2 separate regions of the Pan troglodytes genome follow, and region 2 is linked to region 1. Evidence: chromatin contacts called from public HiChIP or PLAC-seq data. All regions are on one chromosome and are shown on one strand. The core of a region is the stretch at or near the end of the contact, and the rest is flanking DNA. Distances in the headings are between cores, read along the strand shown.

The links. HiChIP or PLAC-seq counts read pairs in DNA pulled down with a chosen protein or histone mark.
Region 2: an H3K4me3 HiChIP or PLAC-seq map of stem cell-derived excitatory neurons shows a contact between it and region 1, with 8 times the contacts expected there. The contact joins the promoter of TOR3A here to the promoter of AXDND1 in region 1. A contact is called at or near these places in 2 of 7 Hi-C or Micro-C datasets (a lymphoblastoid cell line and stem cell-derived neural progenitor cells), 1 of 1 datasets of contacts at active chromatin or transcription factors (stem cell-derived excitatory neurons) and 1 of 1 other capture datasets (stem cell-derived neural stem cells).

Annotation. Positions count from the first base shown.
Region 1 is chr1:69,751,073-69,757,046 of NHGRI_mPanTro3-v2.0_pri, forward strand. It overlaps AXDND1 (axonemal dynein light chain domain containing 1), which reads right to left and starts at 4,160. Exons shown (of 25, transcript XM_054656308.2): 1 at 3,451-4,160; 2 at 2,843-3,045; 3 at 478-650. The coding sequence starts at 2,939.
Region 2 is chr1:70,038,531-70,045,053 of NHGRI_mPanTro3-v2.0_pri, forward strand. TOR3A (torsin family 3 member A) reads right to left here and starts at 1,977. Exons shown (of 6, transcript XM_514028.9): 1 at 25-1,977. The coding sequence starts at 283. It overlaps FAM20B (FAM20B glycosaminoglycan xylosylkinase), which reads right to left. Exons shown (of 8, transcript XM_063810899.1): 8 at 5,867-6,523.

The sequences.
Region 1 (5,974 bases), core at 2,910-5,409:
TCTCCTGACCTCGTGATCTGCCCGCCTCAGCCTCCCAAAGTGCTGGGATTACAGCCTAAAAAAATTTTTTAAGGCCAGGCATGTTGGCTCACACTTGAAATTCCAACACTTTGGGAGGCTGAGGCGGGTGGATTGCTTGAGCCCAGGAATTTGAGACCAGCATAGGCAACATGGCAAAACTCCGTCTCTACGAAAAATACAAAAATTAGCCAGGCGTGGTGGCACAGACCTGTAGTCCCAGCTACTCAGGAAGCTGAGGTGGGAGGATCACCTGAGCCAGGGTAGTCGAGGCTGCAGTGAGCAATGATCAGGCCGCTACTCTCCAGCCTGGGCCACAGTAGTAAGACCCTGTCTCAATCAATCTTAAAATTTTTAAGGCTATCTGGAATATATAATATGTGCATAATAAATACTTAAAGAATAATCAGATTCCCAAAAAATAATGTTCCCCATTACTCTACATATGTACATACAAACCTTTGGGGTTTTAATTTTCTTAGGAGGTAGTAAGTTTTCAGGACAAGGACCAGCATTGGCCGCATAGGTCAGAGAAAGAAGAACTTCTTTGGGAATGAACTCATTCTGAAGGGAAGTAGGAAGGAGTTTTGAACGATCCACCATATTTTTTTTCTCCTTTAGCTCAGGAAGTCCTAAGTAAGTAGTGGAAAAGAAAAACTCTTACTATATATTTTTTTAAGTTAGATGCAGCTTCTCAGACTGCCTCATCAATCCCATCTGTTTCTAACAGAGAGAAACATTGCTTCTATTTGACAAAGATAGTAACAAATAATATTTAAAACAGTGAACATCATCTAGTCAAGGAAAATAACATTCATCTTGCCTACCCTACTCACATTACATCAGACACAGTTTCAAAAACTCAGGTACCAAGATGAACCTGCATGATTCTCAATTCAAAGTTGAAAACTAAACTCATTTCACTTGCTCAGGTAACTGGGAGAGCCTTAAGAAGACAGGAATGAATGTCTATTTTCCCTTTCATATGAAAATCACAAATCTCTCCCCCCAAGCTGTCAAATTATTTAGTAATGTTTTTCTTACATGAATTCAAAGGTGAGAATAATTGCATTAAATCGAGGCATTTATAGAGTGGAAAGGCTCTGGGTTGGGCTTAAAAGTAAAGATGGAACTGGGATTGTTGCAAATGAGAGTGGAACAATCTGAGCTGACAAATCTGTGGAATGGGAACTGTAAAAAGAGTGTTCTACCCTGCTTGACTAGGGCAGGGGAGTAATAAAGACAGGTAGTTGGGATAATGTAGGAAAAGCCCTCCTATGAAGTCAGTCAGGTAGGGTTGAGTTGTTATTCTTCTTAATCTATGCCTGTAACATGGTATGGTTTATGTTTATTTCTATAAGGAGGTATTATGCTTTGATTACTATCAAAAGTTGTTAGGGTTTACATTACCAAATCTCCTGAGAGCTTGAGATCAAAAGAAACAGAAAAAAAAAAAAAAGTTGGGTGGGGCTTGGGGTTTTAGTACAAGGTGCAGGTGAGATGGGAAAAGCTTTAACAGAACCGGGTAAGGATAACACTAGCTGACTCTAGTACAGATCTGCATATGAATGAAAATCTTAAGGAATTGCTCTCATTTAGAAAAATTACTAAAAGCTAATACAAAGTGGCACGTTGTACTAAATTGAGTTTCTCTTATCTCTGCTATTACTTTTTGTTTCTTTATTTACTTATTTGAGACCAAGTCTACCTCTGTTGCCCAGGCTAGAGTGCAGTGGCAAGATCTTGGCTCACTGCAACCTCTGCCTCCCGGGTTCAAGTGATTCTCCTGCCTCAGCCTGCCGAGTAGCTGGGATTACAGGCGAGTGCCACCACACCAGGCTAAATTTTGTATTTTTAGTAGAGACGGGGTTTCACCACGTTGGTCAGGCTGGTCTCAAACTCCTGACCTCGTGATTTGAGACGGAGTCTCGTTCTGTTGCCAGGCTGGAGTGCAGTGGCGCAATCTCGGCTCACTGCAACCTCCACCTCCCGGGTTCAAGCGATTCTCCTGCCTCAGCCTCCTGAGTAGCTGGGACTACAGGCACGAGCCACCACGCCCCCCCTAATTTTTGTATTTTTAGTAGACAGAGTTTCTCCATGTTGGCCAGAATGGTCTCAATCTCTTGACCTCGTGATCCACCAGCCTCAGCCTCCCAAATGGGATTACAGGTGTGAGCCACTGTGCCCGGCCTATTTATTTATTTATTTTGAGATGGGGTCTTGCTCTTGTCTCCCAGACTGGAATGCAATGGCTCGATCCTGGCTCACTGCAACCTCACCTCCTGGGTTCAAGCGATTCTCTTGCCTCAGCCTCCAGAGTAAGCTGGGACTACAGGCGCGAGCCATCATGCCCGGCTAATTTTTGTATTTCTAGTAGAGACAGGATTTCATCATATTTGGCCAGGCTGGTCTCGAACTCCTGACCTCAAGTGATCCGCCCACCTCGGCCTCCCAAAGTGCTGGGATTACAGGCTTGAGCCACCGCGCCCTGCCTCACTATTACTTTTTCCAAAGTTCCTTAAAGCCAAAGACCAGGAACCAAAAAATACATAACTATTGATATTTAAAATAGGTTGAATTTAAAACCATATATAAATCAACATTTGAAAAAAATTATAAACTGTATTTAGATGGAGTAGTGAAACAGTACTCTGACTCAAAATACTGTAAAAGGAATGACTTCTTGCTTTATTTAAGCAAGTGTGTTAGAAAAATGTAGCCAATCAAGGCATTCTGAATATCAGATTTAAAAAACCGGTGAATGGAAGGTGATTTCTGTCTTACGGCCATGACTGTTTATGACTTCAGAATCAACGAAGTTTACCTCTTGTCCCTTCCTTGGCTACAGACACTTTTAACTTTTTGCTCTCAGATGTTGATGTAGAGTTTAGCGGGGTGGAGGGCGTTTTCGGGAGAGACATAATAAACAATGCCTCCTATCTCTTTAGTAATTTGAAATAGTCCTCCGGAAAGCTAATTTAGACACAAATCAGCGCCGCACTGGGACTTGCAGGCTGCCACATAGTCCTGCAGGCAGAGGAAAAAAGATTAAAAAAAAAAAAAAAAAGATGACAACTATTGAGTACTTAGGTTCAGATCGCAATTTAGAATTCATCTAGCATGGTTTTCCTTTTTTGGGGCGACCTCTATGTTCTGGGGTTATCTGTCGCTACTAAGAAGCCTTAGTGGACCGTCAGGTCAGGGTCAAGGAGCAGGGCAGGAAGGACCCGCTCGGCGGACCCCGCAGACCGCCGGCACCCCTGGTGGGGGACACTCGCTGCAGGCGGCTCGGCTGGGGACCCCGACCTTCCCCACAGGCAGCGCTCTCGCGCGCCAGTTCCACAAACTCGCGAGTTGGGCAGGCCTCGCACTGCTTCTTGGTTTAAAATGACGGGAAAGGGACACCCGCGATCCTACCCACACATTGCGTACCCGCCCAGCATCCGCTCACTTCCTCCTTTGCTGGAACGCCTGTTTGTCGTCATAGAAACCCAGGGCCCCGAGGTTTAGCGCCCTCGATAGGGGCTGCCTTCAGCGGTGCCGGCGGAGGAGGGAGACAGCTAAGACAATCCCTACAGCCTCTCGGAGTTTCTTCTGTTCTAAGTCACAGCATAGGTTCAGTAGCAAAGGAGAAGAAAAACGTTTAATCCGGCCGTTGTCACGGAATCCGAAAGTGTCTCACGCCGGGGCTTCCTGCCGCGGGCCAGGCCAGTGCGCAGGCGCCGGTGGGGGTTAGCTCGAGGGGCCGACCCCTGTAGCCCGTGACGCACGCGGGTTAAGCAAGGGTCTTCTGAGTTGTTTCCATCTTTCTAGCTCTCTTTTTTGTTGCTTTGCGTATTTTTCTTTCTCTTTCTTTCTCTTTTTCTTTCTTTCTTTTTTTTTTCCCCTGAGACGGAATTTCCCTCTTCTCGCCCAGGCTGGAGTTTAATGGTGCGATCTCGGCTCACTGCAACTTCCACCTCCTGGGTTCAAGCAATTCTCCTGCCTCAGCCTCCCAAGCAGCTGGGACTACAGGCAGACGCCACCATGCCCGGCTAATTTTATATTTTGTTTTGTTTTGTTTTGTTTGAGACGGAGTCTCGTTCTGTCGCGCTGGCTGGAGTGCAGTGGTGCGATCTCAGCTCACTGCCACCTCCGCCTCCCAGGTTCAAGCGATTCTCCTGCCTCAGCCTCCCGAGGGACTACAGGCGGGGGCCACCATGCCCGGCTAATTTTTGTATTTTTAGTAGAGACGGGGTTTCACCATATTGGCCAGGCTGGTCTCAAACTCCTGACCGCGCCCGCCTCGGCCTTCCAAAGTGCTGGGATCATAGGCGTGAGCCACTGCGCCCGGACGCTTTGCATATTTTTCTAAAAGCCAAACTCAGGGGGATGTTGGGTAATAAGAAACGCTGGGTCCCTTATTGGGTAAGCCGTCCAGTGCTTTACATTTCGGTCACGTCTTCCTTGGACCCTTAAATGCCTCCCCCCAGAGCACAAGGAAGGCCTCCTGGGCCCAGATTTTTCAGCCCCTGGGGGCAGGGAAGGAGGATTGAGCTTAGGTGGAACCAGCTCAGGTATAATTGTCGGGGCTTCTGGCGTGAAAACCTGCCCTCAGGAAAGAATACCATCAGCGGCTGGTGGCTCACGCCTGTAATCACAGCACTTTCTTAGGCCGAGGCCGGTGGATCACGAGGTCAGGAGTTCGAGACCAGACTGACCAACATGGTGAAACCCCGTCTCTACTAAAAACACAAAAATTAGCCAAGAGAGGTGGCGCGCGCCTGTAATCCCAGCTACTCAGGAGGTTGAAGCAGGAGATTCGCTTGAACCGGGGAGGCAAGGGTTGCGGTGAGCCGAGATGGCGCCACCGCACTCCAGCCTGGGCAACAGAACGAGACTCCGTCTCAAAAAAAAAAAAAAAAAAAAAAAAGAGTATCATCAGAGCCTTCGCACTGCACTGAGGCTCGGTTCGGTGAGGGATCATTTCTTTTCTTTTCTTTTTTGAGACGGAGTTTCACTCTTGTTGCCCAGGCTGGAGTGCAATGGCGCGATCTCGGCTCACCGCAACCTCCGCCTCCCAGGTTCAAGCGATTCTCCTGCCTCAGCCTCCCTAGTAGCTGGGATTACAGGCATGCGCCACCACGCCCAGCTAAATTTGTATTTTTAGTAGAGACGGGGTTTCTCCATGTTGGTCAGGCTGGTCTCGAACTCCCGACCTCAGGTGATCCACCCGCCGCGGACTCCCAAAGTGCTGGGATTACAGGCATGAGCCGGATCGTTTCATATTAAGGCAGAGATTTAGTGCCAAATAATGAACCGCTGGGAGAAGCCCAGCGTCTAGTTGCTTCCAGACAGGGAGGAAACTTTATCTTATTCAATCACCATATTCCTTAGCACCAAGTACAGTGCCTGGACAAACATGAAAATCTGTTGGACAGTTCTCTTCTGTGTTGACAGAATTACGGCTATTTTCTGGTTTTGAGAGTAATAGCTGTGAGAAATTCGAGCAAAGGGTTCAAAACAAGTCTACGTGGTCCCTTTGAACTCTTCCGATCAAACATGTTGGGTGTGTTAGCATTTTAGCCTTTTAGCCTTATCTCCCGTTACCCTAATTTTTCAAAGAATTAAAATACACACAATAGCATTATAGAGCACACAAAGTTATCCATCTTTTGTATTCTTAACCTAGTTCAAAAAAATCCAAGTACAGTATTAAGAAAGCAGATAGAAATAAGTGAACACATTCTAGAAAAACACATAAAGTATAATCTAAAGGATTTAGGAAGTGATTAGATCTGTGAGACATCAAAGGTCTCTTTTCTGTCTTGTGCTGTGGTATGGTGATCATACATAATGTCAGAGGAGTTTGAACCATAGCAACTCCATCTTGAATAGGCACTGGGTAAAATAAGGCTGAAACCTACTTGGCTGCGTTCCCAGATGGTTAAGGCATTCTAAGTCACAGGATGAGATA
Region 2 (6,523 bases), core at 727-3,226, 290 kb after region 1:
CGGGCCGTGGGGACGGGGTCTTACCCAGGGGCCCCGTGGCTGCCTCCTCGTCCTCGTCACAGTCGTCGGGCCACACCTGGCAGCTGAAGAGCGTCCAGTACCGCTTGGAGAGGGCACCCGCCGCCCTGAGCTGCTCCTGCAGGCGCTGGAAGCCCGGCCAGGCCCAGGCCGAGCCCGGCTGGTCGGTTCCCTCCCACGGCCTGGAGGCGCCGCGGGGCTCAGGCGCGCCCGGGAGCAGCAGCAGGAGAAAGAGCCAAAGCTGGCACCACGGACCGCGAAGCATGGCCGGCCCCGAGCTGCGGGACCCTCCGGCTGCCGGCCTAGCCAGGCTCCCTTAAACCCGGGGCGGTCAGGCGGGGACCGCACTTCCTAGGCGGGCGTGAACCCGGGATTGGTGTTGCTGTGGCGACCGGCGGGCCGGGCTGAGTGCGCACTGGCAGCCTCCGTACACGTGACCCAGGCGGGAACCCGAAACCCTGTCTGGGGTCCTGAGAGGCAGTCCCGAGACTGACTTCAGGCCAGGTGCAACTAGCCGGCTTCCAGGAAGCAGTTTATTCTGGGTCGTGATTGTGGTTGCAAAGAAGGTGAACTCAGGCTTTGAAATGGCCACTGTCAATCACTCCGCTAGGACTTTCGGACGGCTCTGGTGGCCCATCAGAGGCCTACCGAATAAGGACACTCCTGCTTTGCCTCGCGTTTGCAGATCAACTTCCCGCCAACCTGTTAGAGGAAGCCGGTAAACCGTCTCAGTCAGGAGCGTTAGGCAGGCCAGGGGAGTCAGCTGAGTGGAGAAGAGGCCCTGGAAAGAAGGGCACAGCTAGGTGCCTGTCTGCAAGGTTGCCCTGGCTCCTCCGCAGAGGGAAATGAAACCGCAGCAAAACACCAGCAGGTTTCCACAGTGGGAGTCCACGAAAAGCAAGAGGAAGCTGATTGATGGGCTCCAGTCTGGAGGTGTTTGGAGTTTGGAAACCCCCCGAGTCATGGGTAAATCATAAGGCGTCATGTCAATGTAATTATATCTCATAAAAAGCCGAAGTACTGTGTGCACTTTCTTGACTAGGTTTGCAACTTTCAAGTGCTGGGACTGAGCAGCCCATCCGACACCATTGGCAAAAGACTACAGGGCCTCTTTCCCTCAGCGCTCTCTTCTCTATAGCGAGGAGCATGGAACAAGGCTGTTAGATTTCAGAAGAGCTTAATGCATTGTTTAAAATCACCTGGCTTACTTCAGCCAAGCCAAAAAGCCGTCTTGTCTTAGGAGAAAACTGCTGTCTAGAGAGATCAGAGGACTTGGCTAATGTCATATGTTTAGTGGCTTTGAGGTTGGGCCCTCCAGACAGTAAGGTGAATACTAGCACCGTGTCTCACAAATGTCACAGGCAACTTGATTCATCTGTTCACCCCAGTCTCTTAGATCACACCCAGTGCCAGGTCTGCTCCATTCTCAGCAGCTCACCAAATTTGTGCCTTTCATTCGAACAGCTACAGAAACTAGATAAGCATCTTTGCTAGGACACGAGGTTGAGTTGAAAAGTAAAATGTTTATAGTGTCTCAGCCATTCAGTGTGATGTCAAAAACTTTTCATAGAGTAGCAGCCATGGCACCAGCCCAGCACTGTGTACATCGAGCTTGCGGAGTCCACCGGAGTCAGTTAACAGCACATACACCACAGTGCTTATTGGAAAACCAAAAAAAATTAGGCCGGGTGTGGTGGCTCACGCCTGTAATCCTAGCACTTTAGAAGGCCGAGGCGGGCGGATCACCTGAGATCAGGAGTTCGAGACCAGCCTGGCCAACATGGTGAAACCCAGTCTCTACTAAAAATCCAAAAATTAGCCGAGTGTGATGGTGCGCGTCTGTAATCCCAGCTACTCAGGAGGCTGAGGCAGGAGAATGGCTTGAACCCAGGGGGCGGAGGTTGCAGTGAGCCAAGATGGTGCCACTGCACTCCAGCCTGGGTGACAGAGCAGGGCTCCATCTCAAAAAAAAAAAAAAAAAAAAAAAAAAAAAAAAAAAAAAAAAAAGAAGAGAAAAGAAAAAAAATTAACTCACTCAACAAATGTCGTTTGAGTCTGAATGGCAGTCTAATATAGTGATTACCATTTTCTATTTGTGCAACCATGGGTGTTACTGAACCGTCCCATGCCTGTTTCCTCACCTATAAAAAGGGATAATAAAATAGTCCCCTCATAGGGCTGCTGTGAAGATTAAATGAGCTCATTCAATGAGCACATCAACAACACTCAATACGTGGCCAGTTTTATTTCTGTATCTACCCAGCCATGGAGGAGGCTCTGGGTGGTCTACACAGGAGGCAAGGATGGCCTTAGTTAATACTGGTGGTTTATAAGTGAATTTATGGTGAAAAAATTAATAGTAACAATAGTTTATTAAAACAATCCAAGTTTTAAGATGTTGTGGAAAGAATTATCTCTACTTGGAACTTTTATGTAGGGCTACCTGCTCATTTCTGAGATGTTCTGACTTGGATTTAGCATCCCATGGCAAATAAAGTAGGTTAGCTGGGAAGTTCTTCGACAATCAACTTGATTTCAAGACATTTTTATTATTTATTTATTTATTTAGAGACGGAGTCTTGCTCTGTCGCCCAGGCTGGAGTGCAGTGGTGCAATCTCGGCTCACTGCAACCTCTGCCTCCCGGGTTCAAGCGATTCTTCCCCCTCAGCCTCCCAAGTAGCTGGGATTACAGGCGTTCACCACCACGCCCCCGCTTTTTTTTTTTTTTTTTTGTATTTTTAGAGACGGGGTTTCGCCATGTTGGCCAGGCTGGTCTCGAACTCCTGGCCTCAGGTGATCTGCCTGCCTGCCTTAGCCTCCCAAAGTGTTGGGATTACAGGCGTGAGCCACTGCGCCTGGCCGTTTTTTTCCAAAAAAAAAAAAAAAAAAAAAAAAAAGACGTAAACACTTTTTCACCAAAGAGTCAGTCCCGTGTAGAAACAATAAATCCAAACACCAGTTTCTAGATAGGTCTCTTGAGTATTTCAATAAATACTCCTTTCGGTCTCAGGCCTTGGAGGCTGTGCTCGGTTTAAAGGTCTGGAAGCAGTATCTCATGGATGACGGGGACATCTAGAGGCTGCTGGGAAAACTACAGACAACTATGATTCTTTAGCAAGCATTACGGTGCTACTCAAGGGCGGTTCCAGAACCCCACCACTGGCATCACCCAGGAGCTTGTTAGAAATGCAGAATCTCAGGCCCCAGACATACTGAATCAAAACCTGCACTTTAAGAAGGTCTTTCTGTGCAGGGAGCCGTGGCTCATGCCTGTAATCTCAGCACTTTGGGAGGCTGAGGCAGGAGGGTCGCTTGAAGCCAGAGTTTCAGACCAGCCTGGGCAATAAGGCTAGACCCCTTGTCTCTACCAAAAATAAAAATAAAAAATAAGCTGCGTGTGGTGGTGCGCGCCTATAATCCTAGCTACTTGAGAGGCTGAGGGAGGAGGATCACTTGAGCTCAGGAGTTCGAGGCTGCCAATGAGCGATGATTGTGCCATTGTACTCCAGCCTGCGTCAGAGCAAGACTGTCAAACCAAAAAAAAAAAAAAAGCCTAAGGCAAAATTGGCACACAACACCTTTATTGATGTCATCTGAGTATGACCTAGCTTTACAACAGACATCTTCCCAACCCCACTGAAGGCAGTCAGAACCATCTGCCTTGGAAACACTGGGTCAAAAGCAAGTCTCCGCCTGGGACGGTGGCTCACGCCTGTAATCCCAGCATTTTGGGAGGCCAAGGCGGGTGGATCACTTGAGGTCAAGTGTTTGAGACCAATCAGCCTGGCCAATATGGAGAAACCCCGTCTCTACTAAAAATACAAAAATTAGCCGGGCGTGGTGGCATGCGCCTGTAGTCCTGGCTACTCGGGAGGCTGAGGCAGGCGAATTGCTTGAACCTGGGAAGCGGAGGTTGCAGTGAGCTAAGATCGCGCCATTGCACTCTAGCCTGGGCACTGCAGTGAGATTTGGTCTCAAAAACAAAACAAACACAAGTCTCCATATTTAAATAACCCTGCATGAGAAACATTACAGGAATGTTTCCCAGCTCATCTATGTTCCTTTAACATCTATACAGCACTTGAGGTGGACTGAGAATGTCCTCAAGAGACAGGGCACACAAACATTTCCTAGAACAATGAGAAACCCCTGAAGCGATATTTCTGGTGACCCAGATACTGAAAATACAGGCCCAGAAGGCCCTGTATCCACTAAGCAAATAGTTCTGCATTTCCGGAGTCAGGGGTTCTATACACACCTCTTGTCAAGCCTGGATCAATCTCCACTTTTTCAGTGTAGGTACTGCCTAACCCAATCCCTCCCAATCCCCACCCCCATGATCCTCTCCCGTTTCTTATTCTCACTGCAATTAATTTATATAATTCCTGAGGGACTTGGTGCCTCACAAGCAGTTTTTTTTTTTTCTGCCAGGTCTAGACTGCAGGCTCTTTGAGGGAAGACAGTCACTATCATCTTAGTGGTATACCACAGCTTGCAGCACAATGGCCCAGAGATCTACTGATGACAGACCAAATATCTCACAAATTGTGATTTAATACCATTATTCCTTGGGGCTTATACTGCAACTTACCTTACAAAACCCTACCCATGGAAATCCAGTGGCTATGACCATTCCTATCTATTTTACAAAATGACTGCTAAAAATCAGTCTTATAAGCAAACATACTAGGTAAAATTACCCAGTAACAGAGCCCCGCCCTCCCTACTCCCAGCTACCTTTTTCAAACTCTAATACCAGTCGTTCTGATATGCTTGAGAAGCAAATGAATCCTGAACTCTAGCCTGGAAAAGAATTTGTATGTGGTGAGTCAGTGAGATACACAGACCAGGCTCTGCTAGCCTCCCACATGTATTCACGTACAAATGACAAAAACTAGCACAAATATGCTGCAAATAAAATAGTTTTTTTTTTTTTTTTTTTTTTTTTTGAGACAGAGTTTCGCTCGTCGCCCAGGCTGGAGTGCAATGGCACGATCTCGGCTCACTGCAACCTCCGCCTGCTGGGTTCAAGCAATTTTCCTGCCTCAGCCTCTGAGTAGCTGGGATTACAGGCGCTTGCCACCACGCCCAGCTTTTTTTTTTTTTTTTTCTTTTTTTGAGACTGTGTTTCACTCTTGTTGCCCAGGCTGGAGTGCAATGGCGCAATCCCAGCTCTCCGCCTCCCGGGTTCAAGCGATTCTCCTGCCTCAGCCTCCCCAGAGTAGCTGGGATTACAGGCATGCACCAAGCCGGCTAATTTTGTATTTTTAGTAGAGAAGGGGTTTCACCATGTTGGCCAGGCTGGTCTCAAACTCCCGACCTCAGGTGACCCACGGGCCTTGGCCTCCCAAAGTGCCGGGATTACAGACGTGAGCCATGGTGCCTGGCCCAATAAAAATCTTAAGAGCTTTGCTCAGTTACCTGGTTGAGGTTTATGATGCTGGATTCTATTTCAAAAGTTAAAAATCTAGGTGTCCTAAGAAGTACTACTAGGGCAACTGGCCGCCTCTTCCTGCCTTTTTTGTAGTGTGCTGACAAGTTCTTCAGGATTCATAATTCTTTACCTCTAAGGAAGCTGCAAAAATGGAGTTAACTATTAAATATACAAAAAGCACCTAAGAATGATCCCATGGAAAATTTTGGTATAGTTACAATCTAGTATGAGCCGTTTGAAGACTGGTGAGGAAATTTAAAGGTCTAATCCACCAGGTACTGTGAAACAATCCCTGTGGAAGTTTAAGTGGTCACAAAAGATGTAATCTTCTTCTGTCCCCTAACAGGAAGGGAACTGAAATAGGAACCACTGGAAATATCCTGAAGGGGGAAAGAAGAGGAAAAGATCAGATATCAATATTTATTAAAATCTTTATTCATTTTCTTTTTTCAGAATTGAAACCCATAGAACACATTAGAAATTTAGATCCATATCTGTCTTGTTTGGTATCTTACCAAGTACAATCTCTGTCTGTGCAACAGCTCTGAGAGGAAATCCTTGGCAGATCAAAAGAGAGGGTAGTGGCTCCCACACTTTCCATTTAAGCAAATAAATTAGCTTCTGAGTAAGTTGTTCCCAGTTTCACCCAACATTTTGTGTTTATGAGAAACACCTTAGTTCCTAAAAACCTGTGGTAGTCCAGTACCTAGCCCCTACCTTGTCACCACCCAGACTTGAGGAATTGAAGGGAAAAAAACTGGCCTTCCCCTGTAGGATGAGTCTCCCAAGGCCAGATGTGCCTGGCTCACTAGTATGTCTGGCCTGTGCTGGCACACTAGAGTTGCTCAGTAGTTATTTGCTGATGAATGGTCTTTATGTTAATTAGGGTCCACTCTCAGAGACTGAGAACCTTTCACTAAGGTTCTTTCTGAATCCTTCAGAAAGTCAGTGTTCCCCTTTGTCAAAATAAATATGTTTTTCTTGCTAGAATACATATACGACTATATACATTACATATACTTTTACTCATGTTTCCTGAAGCTCAAACTCACAGGATGAGGCATATAAGA